Linked DNA regions of Anas platyrhynchos: region 1 is linked to region 2. A link is a contact called in public Hi-C data. All regions are on one chromosome and are shown on one strand. Each heading gives the region's core, a stretch centred on a gene start, on an enhancer-like site or on the middle of the called end of the contact. The rest is flanking DNA. Distances are from core to core; before and after follow the strand shown.

What was found. Hi-C and Micro-C count contacts between places; a contact is called where the count stands out from the background.
Region 1: a Hi-C map of small yellow follicle shows a contact between it and region 2, with 3 times the contacts expected there. The contact joins two enhancer-like sites. A contact is called at or near these places in 3 of 8 Hi-C or Micro-C datasets (liver, small yellow follicle and subcutaneous adipose tissue).

Annotation. Positions count from the first base shown.
Region 1 is chr4:47,625,392-47,632,215 of IASCAAS_PekinDuck_T2T, forward strand. All of the region lies in intron 4 of SYNPO2 (synaptopodin 2), which reads right to left. Among named protein-coding and RNA genes, the nearest start is that of MYOZ2, 44 kb to the left of the region's middle. Within about 2 kb of position 1,505, at least 2 of the 8 cell types and tissues checked have an H3K27ac peak or open chromatin away from gene starts, as enhancers often do.
Region 2 is chr4:47,519,206-47,526,132 of IASCAAS_PekinDuck_T2T, forward strand. USP53 (ubiquitin specific peptidase 53) reads right to left here. Exons shown (of 16, transcript XM_038178857.2): 14 at 4,044-4,117. Among named protein-coding and RNA genes, the nearest start is that of FABP2, 18 kb to the left of the region's middle. Within about 2 kb of position 2,111, at least 4 of the 8 cell types and tissues checked have an H3K27ac peak or open chromatin away from gene starts, as enhancers often do.

The sequences.
Region 1 (6,824 bases), core at 255-2,754, 110 kb after region 2:
AGATGGTAGGACAAAATAAATAATACCTGATTTTTATATATTTTTATGTTTATATCTCTTTCAAATCTTTCTTTCCATTTCAGATTTTTAATCTGACTCATGTAGAAAGAAGACATCGATTATCTTATTGTAGCTTTTTGTTATCTGAAACCACTTACAATTTAAACATATAATGAAAACATTTTCTCTCCAAAATGCTGCCAGCTCTAGAATAAATACTGCAGCTACTTTACAATATAACTACCAAAAATTTGGAAGTAAAATTTAAAACCCTGGAAATAATTTATAGCAGGCAAAAGGAAACTTGTAAAATTGGACTGCATCATTTTTGTCTGTGGGGGTATTAATGGCTGGAGAGACAGGGAGTCTTACCTGTCTGTAACAATTAAAGCTTTGTCAGTAGCTATACTAGGAATTGTAATAGATTAGAATCACATTGTGAAAAATTCTGGATTTGACAATAAATTCCTTGTAGTTGTCAAATAATGGTTGAACATAAAGATATAAAATTGTGCCTTCACTAATGCAGAACACCTACAGCACACATGGAGAAGAAGCGAGAAGAGTGCTACTAACCTCTCACTTGTTATTGCTCAGTTTGCATCTGTGTAAATGAACGAAAATTGGTTCTTTCTATTAATATTTAATATTCATCAATATATGATTATAAAAACAAATACAATTATGTCTATAACAAGCAAATAGCTGAAACATTTTTGGCAAAAGGCATCTTATTTTTCCTTGGAAGGGACAGTCTATTTCTGGTAAGGAAGAATATTTGCTGCCACCTTCTGGACTTTAATATTACAGTTTTGAAGAAGGTCTTAGAACATGAAGCCTGACTTACTTGTGAATAAAAGTTTGAAAAACAAGTGCAAAGTTGGTCCTAGTTTTCGACCTTTCTATTTTGTATTGTCAATGAAAGAGTTTAAAATTAATATTAAATGAAGACTGTGTTTTCTTTTTTTTTTTTTTCTTCTAAAATCAAATCAAATCAAAACTATATTGAATGTATTGTGATTCTTGAAAGTCATGGCACTATTGTTTCTGAACATTTCCAAATTATCCAATTCCATATAATTTTCTTATCAAATATTCCAAAACAAAGTCTTCAGCCTTGTGTGTTGTTTTTTGTTTGTTTGTTTGTTTTTCCTATTTACTTCATCCCAGATGATTCAACCATCTGACATACATTTTAACCAAGTGAACCCATATGGCTCAACAATTTGAAGGAGTGAGAGTAGGGAAATGACAAAAAACGCTAGCCTCCTTTTCCTTGAAAAGCAGTACTGCTACTTCATGCTTTAGAATTGTTCTGAGACTAATCCTCTTTGTGTCTGAAGTGTATTCAGACTTGCCTATTTATATCCAAGCTGAGAACATTTCTGTAATTTTAGTTAATACTGGCTCAGCAGGAAAGTCAGGCTCAGTAGGAACACCTTATCTGATGCTCAGATAGTTCCTGAGAGCTCAGGACAGCACTGATACTCTGTTAGGCAGTGGGATTCTATTCATTATTACAACTCTAAGCTGCTGTATGTCGTGAAATGTCTGGGCACACACAGAAGAACAAGGAGATAGATCTTCTGCTTTCTCTGCCTGTCTAAACTGCAGGCTTTGTCTGTCTCCACAGGAGAAGTCACTGAGGTGTACTACAGCTCCTGCACTTGCTGCACAGTTCAGTTTTCATTCACAAAAAAAGTACTGCGTGTGGGAGTATGGTGCATACCCACATGTCACAACACTGGGACTGAACACAAGGCTGCACGCTGACTGATCAGGACTGAGGTGCACTGCAGAGCATTATGCCTCTTGGCAAAGCTCCAGAGCTCCTGTTTGGCCCCAGCAGCTTCAAAGGGGAAAGCACCTGATTTAAATACGGAGCAGCAAGAAGCGGAATTTCAACAGGGTGGAAGAAACAGGCAAGGGAAGGACAGAGAAGAGGCTGGACAAAACAAAAACAGGATATAGGAATACTTGATGCAGAAGGAAAAACTGTATTCAGCACTGGCTTGGAGAGTGATGAGAATAGGTATTGATGGCCAAGATTCCCGAGTTTGGATGAAAAGATAAAGGAATAGAAAATTGACCTGTGTAGCTCTCAACGAGGCTACGATTTGGAGACCAGGACAAGAAAGAGATAAGATGAAGAAATGGGGCCATGAAGTCACACTGGGGGAAAAGAACCTGTGCTGATTACTGTGTACTTTCCTCTAGAGCTCCAGAGAAATTTAATCCCTGGAAGAATGGAGTTTGTCCTTCCTGGATCTCACTGATGTCAGAAAAGACTGCAGAGCCACACCAGAAAGCTGTGCCATCCTCCCAGTGGTGGCTCACAGCCAGATGTCAACATGCACTTGCTGCCATTTACTGTAGTAGCATGATGGCAATTGTTTGGGGTAGTTCAGGCTATGTTGGAGGACCTTGTTGGTTACAGTGTGCTATATAATAGTTTCTGGGGTTTGGTTTGTTTCAAAAAAAACCTTGGGTCTTTAACACACAAAGTTACCTTGAAACAATGCAAGTAAAATTGGAAGGTCAAATATTCAAAAGCATCATTGGCCAGTGCATATGCATTTTTATTACATTTCAGGGCTTCTGCCCCATCCAGTGCAATTTCAGGGTTTCCTTTAGCAAATACTATGATTATATGGTAAAGGAGTATATTCTGTGAAAGATGCTTTCACTGGGTGGATTTCAGTGCTGGTCACTCAGTATTCCCTTCTCTGGGCTTCCACCTGGAGACCTGTAACCTGTGAATACTCATGGACTGATGTTAAGGAGAACCATGCTTTCGATATATTGACTAGTTCTTATATGATCTGAAGATGCTGAATGTCTTGAACTGGGCACCCAAGGCTACTGAGTTTCCTAATATCAATGCTTCCATCTTCATTTACTCATTTGTAAAATGCAGTGGTGTAAAAATATATTACAGCTTCTGAATCAGTCGGATACTAACAAAAAAATCTATGAGGAAATAAATAATTCTGTATGAAGAGCATACTTTCAAGAGCGTACATTAGATAAGAAACAGTGCTAAGCACAGAACAGTGTCATTACAAATCAGTGAAGAGCTATTCATCAGTTGAGCAGTACCATTCTGTGCCCCGAATTGAGTTAGGAGTTCTATGGGGAAAAAAATAAATAAGCAAGTGATGATGTGATTACAGGTGGTTTTGTCACACAAATGCTTGAGAGGGCTGAAATTAGGTGACACATTCGTTTCAAGTGCCTCATTTTGCAATCTAAACAGTAGTGTTTAAGATTGTGTTTTTTAATAATTGTATATACAGAAGGGTCAGGCCCTGGCTTTGGTAGCTTTCCTTTAGCAGGACCAGGTTGGTCTAGTTTCCCTACAAACCATCTCTCTGAAAGTAATCTTAGGATGAGGAAATATATCTGAAATGCTTACAGCTGTGCAGCAGAGTACAGCACAACTGCAGATGTATATCAACATAACAAGTCATGTTGCTCCTTCTCATTTTGTGGAATCATTTGAAATTTTAATGGAAAGCCATCATGAAAAAAAAATAAAAAATCTCATTTGTCATACTTCTGCACTTTCTGATATCCGCCAAAGAAGAAGAAAGAAATTATGTGCCAATGTTTTCTGAAGAAATTCACAGCCCACTTTTCAGTTCACAAAAGATTCTTAGGTAGTAAGGCTAGGACTGGCAGAAATACCCACATATACCTAAATGTGGTTATTTAACCAAAGAAAACAAAACTGCAGACAGATACTGAGGTTTTCTTGTCACCACATCTTCAACTATTTAGGGCTGCTTAAGCTCCATTTTTAAGCTATAGACCTGATGGGGGAAAATTACCAAAATTCCAGGAAGAAATCTAAGTGTACCCAGATGCCCATCCTTTAGTTTTGCTCCCAGTAGTAAAGCCATATACCAACAACAACCTGCACAGTGAGACTGTGAGAAGTAGCATTCTCACAGATCAAAGAAAAAATCAGTGGCAGTTATTGATGTTTTTCTCAATTAGGAAAAAAAAAAAAAAGTGTATTTTCTCTAGAACTTTCTTTAAATTTTGAAAATATTTGTCTATAGGCTGTTCCTGTACAGAAACCATTGATTCTGATATAAGTATACTGAATTCTTGGCTTTGAAAACAAGTAAAGCTCATAGTGAAATGAGTGAGAGTGGTGCTCCCTGGCAGCCTTTGTAACCCAACATGTGTTACGGTGGTTTGGCGGGTATTTTATTTCCATAATGTTCCTTCTTTTCTTCTGTATGTTCTGAATTTCTTAAAATAGTCAATCTCTTGTTTTGGGTTTATGTGGAAACGTCAAGAGTAGCGCTCCATCTGTTCAACAATTTAGTCTTTATGCCTAATTAGAAATGGCCTGTTTACTTTTGTAGCAACATATCTTTCCATTGTCAGAGTTATGTTTTTAAGATGTCTGTCTCAAACCATACAATATAATCAAGGATTCTTGTTTAAAAACACTACTGATATATTGATTGCCCTGCACACAAGACTTCATCTACTTAGTCCATCTGTAAGCATGGTTTGGTAAGTTATTTTTCTCATAGCGGCATTTCCTCAGCCTAAGAGAGTGAACAGTTACTGTTACAATATACTTCCATGTAACTTTGTGAAAATTTCACATGCATTGAAATTAAAAACATTTTGTCAAGATCATTACAAACAAGAATATATTTTTTTCCTCTGAAAACCGCAGAGTAATGTGAGACTTGATTAGCATGGTATAAAAAAAATAAATAAAAAACTTTTTGCTGGCCTTACTTAAGGAAGCCTCTGTTTAAACCATGGAAATATCATTATGTGGTTAGTCTCCGTTTATAAAGGAAGAGGAGAATCTGTCTCCGTAAAGATCCTTCCAACACATACCACTAAGCTTCAGGATTACTGTTTTAATCATTTGATAAGAAACCTAAAGTGCTTCCTGTAGTAAGCATCCAACCTGAAAAGCACTTGCCAAAACATTACCCTTCCCTTTTATAATTACATGCAAAAGTAAAGTTTAGGATAAAATAAGAGCAGTCATTGTCATGGGTACTATGAAGTTGTAAAGGTAGCACCAAGTGTGTCATGTAAATACCAGGTCACGTATTTTCCCAAGAAATCTACCAGCAGTAAGTTCAGAGCTTCTGAATCCACAGTTTTTTAAATATCTTGTCATCAAGTTTCTTCTTTGCATAACATTTCTCTTTCAAGCTGAATAGATTCATTAAAAAATAACATTATGCCAAGCTGTGAAATTAAGGCTTGCACTTGCCATGCCGAATTCACAACGCGATCAGTGGAATCTCCTGGACGTTTTACTTCAGGCAAAGTTGTATCATGGTTGGTTAAAAAAAAAAAAAAAAAAAAAAAGAAAAAGTAATATTGAAAGGGCAGATCTTTTTATAACCACTCGCTTTGTGTTCTGAAAGCTAGGAAATCTGGATAAGGATCCTGGAAAAAGAGAGGAGAAAGATTTTGCAAATTGTTAGTTGCAAAGAGTGGTGTTGTTTCACTGGTATTTCCCTACCTCGTGGTGTACAGAGGATTCCCACAGAAAGGCTGGAGCAGCGGGACATGCTGGAAAAGCTGGTCCTGTGTTGGGGTGTTGGCCCGGCTACGTGGTAAGCAGTGCTCCTCCCAGATCACCTCATCTGGTATCCAGTTCTCTTTACACTTGCATCCCACCGCTGATGGGCATTTCTCTCTACTATCTTACATCGGAGTTCACTTCAGCACTTTCAAAAACTGTCATGTATAGGAGCTATCTGGGATAATATGTTTGTATATCTTTTGCCTCTCAGAGCAAATGTCTATTGATAGGGTCGGCTTTTTTTTTTTTCTCTTTTTTTTAAAACCTCTCTTTTCTCTTTTTCCTGGCCATTAGCATTTCCATTTTTACGCAATATCTTTTTGTAAGTAGACGAAAAAAATCATGCCCAGTGATATGAGCACTCTGTCATCCAAGAACAATCTAGCAAATTTCAACAAAAAGCTTGAAGTTGTCAGTGCAAAATAATTAAGCCCTTCTTTCTGATTGTTTTCTTCTCTTGTACCTTCAGTATTTCATAAACCCGTGACAGATATTTTATCCTTTGCAGTCTCTGCTCTGGAGTTTTCTCCCTGTTGCTTGGCTCCTTCTAACCCTAGCAGTTTTTTCTCTCAAAATTGCTGCTCTGCCACTTAGCAGTAACTTTCCTATATGAACCGTGTGCCAGCCTCTCACTTCCTAATTGCTGGAGCCTGGTGATACCTCAACCTCATAGTATCCATTTACTTCAAATACAAATTTACATGAATTCTAGACATTCATTTTAGGATGAATAGTAACAGCACTCTGCCAAAAGGAAAACTCATTGATGCATGATTGCTGTGGTGACAGCAAAATGGGTCACAACACTTTCAGGGCTGATTTTATGTTTTGATTCTGTCTCAGATAAAGTTAGGTATATTTTGGGTCAGTGCAGGAAGACTTTGGATCAAAAATGAACTGAAACATTTTGGTGGCTGATATTTTAATGGCATTGGCTTAATCTCATAGTGAATTGTCTGTGCATCTAGGAGAGAAATGAGCGTTCCCTACTGCACACCTTGCTGTGAGTGTATTATAAAGTCCCAGTCCATCAGCCAGGTGCTTTTGGAATCAAGTGGCTTATTGTCACTGGATATTGTCACGTCCTAGGACACTGACAATATTATTCCTTCCATAAGAGAGCAGAAAGCAAGAGGATGAGACATACTTTTAAGAGATGGTATTGTTTACTCTGTAAGTGTTCCTACAGAAAATAATATTTGAAATATCTTTCTGTTTGTTCTTTTGCCAATCAGGAACTCGGTAAGAG
Region 2 (6,927 bases), core at 861-3,360:
ATACAAGTTGACCATACATGTACAACTGCTCTTTAATTCCAAAACCCGACTGATGTGAAGTGCATTCCAAGACAAACTCTGAAGGAATTTAGCACATTAAGTCCTTCCAAGAGGCAGTATCATAAATCTGTCAGGAGGCGGCAGCAAAGGGTAGTAAACTGTTTCTTTAGCATGCTTATGGCACACTCAACCAAAGCTGCTCAGCAATACCAGGTGATTTGTCTTCAGAATTCCAGCTAACTTAAAAATAGACGTGTTATTTTCTCTTCTGCTGACATGAGATCCATGCAAGGTTAAAACCAGGCGCAGGCTCTATAGGGAATTTTGGCTCCAGATTCTTTGCAAACCCAAATATGGGACACATGAGCACTGTGCTCAGCTGCAGACTGACAACCTTATCAACAGGTCACAAGCAGCTTACCAATAAGTAAAGGTAGCTCTGGTTTCTCAAATACAAGCCAATCTTAAAAGATTTATCAACAGCTATTTTCACAGCTGAATAGCCGATCTAGATTTGTAAAAAGATTAATACCCATTCTATAGCCAACAAGTAAAGCAAAAGTTTTTTTCCTATAATGACTTAATTTACATATACAGAACATTTGTACAATTCTGCAATGCCCAATTTCTGTACATAAAAAAAATATATCAAATTCTTACTAATGTTTTAGCTGCATGTTTCCTGTAGTTTTGATTTCCTGATGAGCGTTTTTTGTTGTTTTATTTTATTTTATTTTTAAGTTGCCAGTAAGAATGTCCTGTGGTAAATTCTTCTCCCTGCACATGGACATTTTTCTGTGTTCAACTGAAATCACAGATGAACTTACTGGAAGCTTTGGAAATGTGGAACAAAAACTGTTCCAGAAAAGAAGGTAAACACATTATAATTTGTTTAAAAATACTGTATTTAAAAAAAAAATCTTTTAAAAAAATCATTTTATTGAATAAACTCTCTTTTTAGAACAACATGCAGTTGTAAAACTTTTATTATATACTTTTTAGCAGATTTTTTTTTCCTTGGCTCTTAACATCCAGGCAAAATGAAAATACAGCTTTACTTTTTTTTTTTTTTTTTTTTTAAAATACTTGCACATGTGAGAGCTCAAGTAAGTTCTGAAGTGAAACAACTCACCAGACTATCAACTGTTATCCTCCCTTCATTACGATCTGCCCTTCCTATCAAGTTTATTGGGTCTTTATTTTAAAAATCTGAACCTTAACCTTTGCTTTGTTGATTTTAAATTTCAAACTTCTTATATTCATAAAGTGAACAACAGAAATGAGAGCACTTAAAATTTCAACCTTTGAGGCTTATCTGACTGCATTTGGAAACCTTCAAAGTTTAGAATTTCGTTCTGAGGGTTTTTGTTTGTCTTTCATCTGTCATTTATAGACACTACAGAAAGACATTTGTTTATTTCTGGTTTGCATTAAGGAAAGTAAGTAGCTGGATGCTTCAATTCATTACTCAGTTCTTCAAACAAAATAGACAGAGACAGCAGCAGAAAGGTTAACAACTGGATTTTCCTTTAGAAGCACATTTTAAATATTACTGTATGTTTTTCCTAGGATGATACGTGTGTTTTTTTTTCAGAAGTATGGTTTTCTGAAGTCACAAAGAATTAAAGGCAGTCTGGGGGTTGTTTCCATATTCACAAGAGCTTCCGAATGATTCAAGATTTTGGTTGAAATTGTCTCATACTAGTGAGCTCAACAACTATTAAAAGAAAAAGCTCTGGATTTACAATATTAAAAACACCACTCTGCAAATGCGATGCAATTGTTTTCAAATGGAACGAATTATTAACTTAAGGCATTGATGCTGAGCACATCTTTTTTTTCCAATCAGCGTTCACTCCATTTGAATTACCGTTTTATTTGACTGAAGGGATAGTTCAAAAAGTACTCTGAACTTTGAAAAAAATAAAATCTAGAAAACACAGTTTCTAGGTTTAATTGCTGGCCATGTGGGACATTTGCTTTAGTGCAAGTTATCTACTGCTTACTAGTAGTGAAAGAAGCAGCCATTTGATCTACATAACCACTGTGTGATACGTTACTATCTTTAAAATGTTCTAACAATAAGTTTATTTTTGTAAGTCAAGGACACAATTCCTGAACCACTGAACAGTAGCCTCATTCAGCTCCTGTTAAAATCGGGAACTGGCAAAGCACAGTTATGCAAACAGTGGGCATAATTAAAAGTTCAAGGTTATTTTCTCAAGAAGAGACAGTAAGTTATTTTTTCAAGTTGCCAGGAGCAGCTAACAAACATTTCTTATGTTTTGTTCCTCTCTCAGAAAGGACTAGATATTTCCTTGTTGAAGTACCATTTTCTAGGAATCTATATGGTATTTACCTACCAGTTCTATGTATTCAGAACCATAACATAAGGCAGTACAACTGGTACCTGTAAATGACTACTACTCTTTTTCCTAAAGGTGTTCTGACACTTTTTACACAAGCAAAAAACCTATGTCTAAATCTTTAACCTTGGCCATGTACGTAATCAAATTATTCAGAGTTCTTTTCAGCCCATTTATCTTTTACAGTAAAAGTGGTTTTCCAAAACATGCACACATGAAAATTTCACGTTTAATTTAGAATTAATATGGTTTTGTTACGAAACCAGTTAGTGAAACAGAATTAATGGAAAGATGGGAATTTTACACCAATGCTTTATGACAATTATGTTTTATGATAACTGTGAGGATCACTTGGAATAGGTAACAGTTTTGAAGAAGTATTTGTAACATGATCAAAATTTTAAATATAATCAAGTACAGTACACAGTAATCTCTAGGGAATATTTAGCAATAAATTGGAACACTGTTTGAACCCAACTATTTCTCATTCTGACAGTGGGTTTTTTATATTTTCAGTAGTGGCTTTTTTTCCTTCTTTGCTACCCCAGTGTTTATATACTTTTTTCCATTAGTAATGATAAAAATAGTTATACTACAGAACTACAGTAGAAAAAATATCATACAAAATTAGATCTTTGCATTCCATGCAAAATTGGGTTTGAGGGCTTTTGCTTTTGTCAAGATGAAAAAAAAAAAACACCACCAAATCAGTTCTCTTTTTACAACCAAAAAGTAATTGGAATAACAATGTGGTATGGCATATGCATCACCTCTCTCAAATTTAAGTCTTAGAAGAATCTGTAGTATACAATTCTTTGAAAAGTAGTATGATACCTATAAAAAAATCAAACATTTCCTGAGGAAGTGTCTTAATATTTATTGCACCTCTTTGTACGAGCACTATTCCATTGTTCCAGCAACAGTAGATAATGATTTTGGCTGGCCTCATGCTGACCTATAATATTTATATGCCACGGCATTTATAAAAACGCAGCAGACATATTAGTATGTAAAAGGAAGTAGATTTCCTTATTACAAGTTGTTTCTTCCTGATATTGCTTCTTATCTTAAAGGAAAAGAAAGGGTACCACAGCATACCCAGACATTTAAAAAAAATCTTCCTTAGTATCCACTAAGAACACTCATGGAAGTGGTTTTTTTTTTGGGAAGACACGGGGAATGGACAGAAGGACTGCATTTAATTTTGCCTTTTTTTTTTTTTTTTGGGGGGGGGGGGGGGGGTGCATTGGAGATGAGCATTCACATTTAACCATTTGCATTGGATTAAAAAGAAAATACTGATTAAAGGCAGCGAAAGTGAATGCCAGCATAACGTCATCCAAAAATCACGTGTACTGGTAAAAACTTGTGTTTCTGGTGCTTGTACAGAAAACCTACACCAGCCAGTAGAAGTTACACACTGGCACAAAACAGCCACCAACTCCATGCCTTTCTTGACCTAGATACAAACAACATTATGTGTTGCCATTAAAATGATAACTTTTATACATTTTTCACTTTTATGAAATATCAGGACAAACTTGCAGCAACATTATAAAATAAAAAAAATCAGAAATCTATCTCTTATGTGATATCAGTATGTTAGTATTGCAATACTGGTATATGTAAATTATTTCTAGAAAGCTTCTTATTCTTTATACAAGTTAAAATTCTTACCATAAAAGTTTCTGTTCTGCTGGGATACGGAATGTAACACATTTTCAGCTTTTTTGGTTGACAAGTTCTGCTCACTGTAAAATAAGCACACGCATAATTTGAAAGGTTCAACTATTGCCATGTGATCACAAACATTACTTCCTTGAATGCATGCAAGCATAAAAATTTTGCCTGTGTGTAATTTTGGCGCTTGTTATCATTACTGCCGCATTTTTGACTAAAATGCTTTACAGAAGATACATAAAATAGTGAAGGTGGCACTTGAATACTTTTAACACACCTAGCATGCATGACAGGCTGCAATGACGCAGATGAATTTAGGATGAACTGCATCCTTTAATGTGGACAGTTGAAAAACGTACAGTTCATGGGGCTGGTGTATCCCAGTTTGTTCTGGAGATTGCACATGCCCACTCATCCCAGCCCCACTGTAGAGGAGCAGGATGTCCACTGCACAATGCAGAAATAATCAAGATAATTTGTTGTGTAGTATCACCCTGGTCTGCTTAATAAAGACAGTCGATTTCCAAAGCTATCAACAACTTAACAGAAATGTGTCACTAGTGAGAAAGGAATACAAACTGCACTTTTTCCTCACTATAAACAGAAAAAGCTTCATAAAATTTTTAAAGAGTGCATACTAACAGAGATCACAACTGAGAAAGCACAACTGTTTTGAATATCTTTTTTCAAGAGTGATTTTCAAGCAGAACAGATGACACACAATTCCATTTATTTGATTTTTTTCCCCCCCAATAATTACCACTTAGTGCAGCAAAAGGAAACTACCAGTGTGGTAGTCTATTCCAATTTATCATCACTATCACCCATGTCCAAAACAAATTTTCAGTGCTAATAGGTTACACCTTGATTATTTCAAAGTGAAACACCTATACAGCAGCATTTATGAGAAGCTTGAATTCAGTGCAGAAATCCCTCAACATTTTAAATACGTGAAACTTGTTAGCTAACATTCTATCTCGTCCGTTTTCCTAGTTTCACATTTTGCTATGCATTATTTTTGCTATTTATTGCTTTTATATTCATACTTTGTTGCAACAACAGAATTGATATCGCCACTTGGTCTCTCACTTTTTCCTCAAACTGGAAGAAAACCAGAAGATTACAGTTGCAGATGCAAGAGGAAAATTCAGCAGAGTTGTTAACTTTTGCTGTTCTAGTTCAGCAAAAAGTGTGCCTTACCAACCCTGACAGGGAGCTGACAAACACCCTGCTATTTCCTTCCTTCTTCCAAAGTAAAGCAGAGAAGATACATGGTGGCAACTTTGCTATAAAAGACTTGTTATTGAAAGGACAGGAAAGCAAGAAAAACAGTGAAAGAAAAAGGCAGAAAGAACCTAAAAGGCAGGAAAACAGAAGTCATTTTTTTCCACCTTGTCAAATAATTCAAGTAATTCCTTTGGATTCTGGTATTGGTACTGTCAATCATTTCTATATACCAATCACATAAAATCTTTCAGAAGATTTTATTGGTCTAAAGTTTTACTGGTCACCCAATAAAACTGGAAAGTCCCAAGAAATCATGTGTATTTAGATAAAGTATATTTTTTCTTTGACAAAAGGTTAAACAACAGTGTAAGCAGATTCCTAATGAATCATGTTATTTACATTTACAAGTCTCTCAAAAAAGATACAAGGAGTATTTGGTCATCTCATTAAGTTACCTATTGAAGGACATTTTAAAAAAACATGGTTAAACTGTAGAAATCACTGTTCAAGGCAGCTATAGTAACCACAATTCTAAACATGGTTTAAAGGGAGTGTATGTGCATTTATTTGTATCATTATTCAAATATTCATATTTATTCATATCATTATTCAAATAAAGCCCATAAGGGTTTTGCATGGTGTAGTTTTGCTTAGTTGGTTGGGAGGGACAGGAGCAGAGAGAGGAACAGAGAAAGGAAAGATAAAGGCATGGAATAAAAGTGTTTTAATTGGAACTGGATACCGCAATCTCAGTCTCCCGTTTGGAAAGTCCATAAAACAGCCAAGTACACTAGGGTCAGAAGAATACAGCTCCAAAATACAACCATTACTATCCTCTTTACTCTTTCCATAAGCACCTGCTGCTGGCTACTGGTGCAGACTGAAAGTACTCTAGATGAACCTTTGGTCCTGTCTTGGTAAGTCTGTTTCTTTGGCCTTTTTTTATAACTTCTGTATGCCAAATAAAATAATTCCTTGGGAAACTGAGAACTAAGCAAATGATTGTTTTTGCTTTCTTGAAGTGCCAAAATAATCAGAGACATTTTATTTCAACCAGAAGGTGAATTCTGAATGTTTTAAATCAAAATTTTGCTTTGATATCTTTCTACATGCTTTATGAAATGCATTTTAAATTTTGCATCTCTACTTAGAGAGGTCAGAGCAGTTTTGTTCTTTGTACCTGCCACTCCCTTCCCCAGTAAGAAAAAAAAAAGTCAGATGAAAACACGTGTCCAAATCATGCTCAAATCTAGCAATCATTTGTGACTAAGTTTGGTCTAATAACTGTGCTTTTCCATTTTATGGATATAAACAAAATTCAGAATAAGAATATATAGATTCTAGTAGGAATTAATTTCCACATACAGTTTAAGACACACAGTGCAGAAAACTGTATGCAGAAGGTTGACAACTTTATCTCACAGCACCATAGAATCATTTAAGTCAGAAGGGAGCTCAGGAGATCATCTAGTCCAACCCCCTGCTCAAGCAGGGTCAGCCAGAACAGCTACTGCTCAGGACCACATTCAGGGTTAGGAGCTTCTCTGCAGATGGAGACTCCAAAACCTCTCTGGACAGCATACTTGTTACTGCAATTCTTAGAAAGTTCACTAAAATTTGGCTGCTAACCATTCTTTTTTTTTTTAAGCCAGTT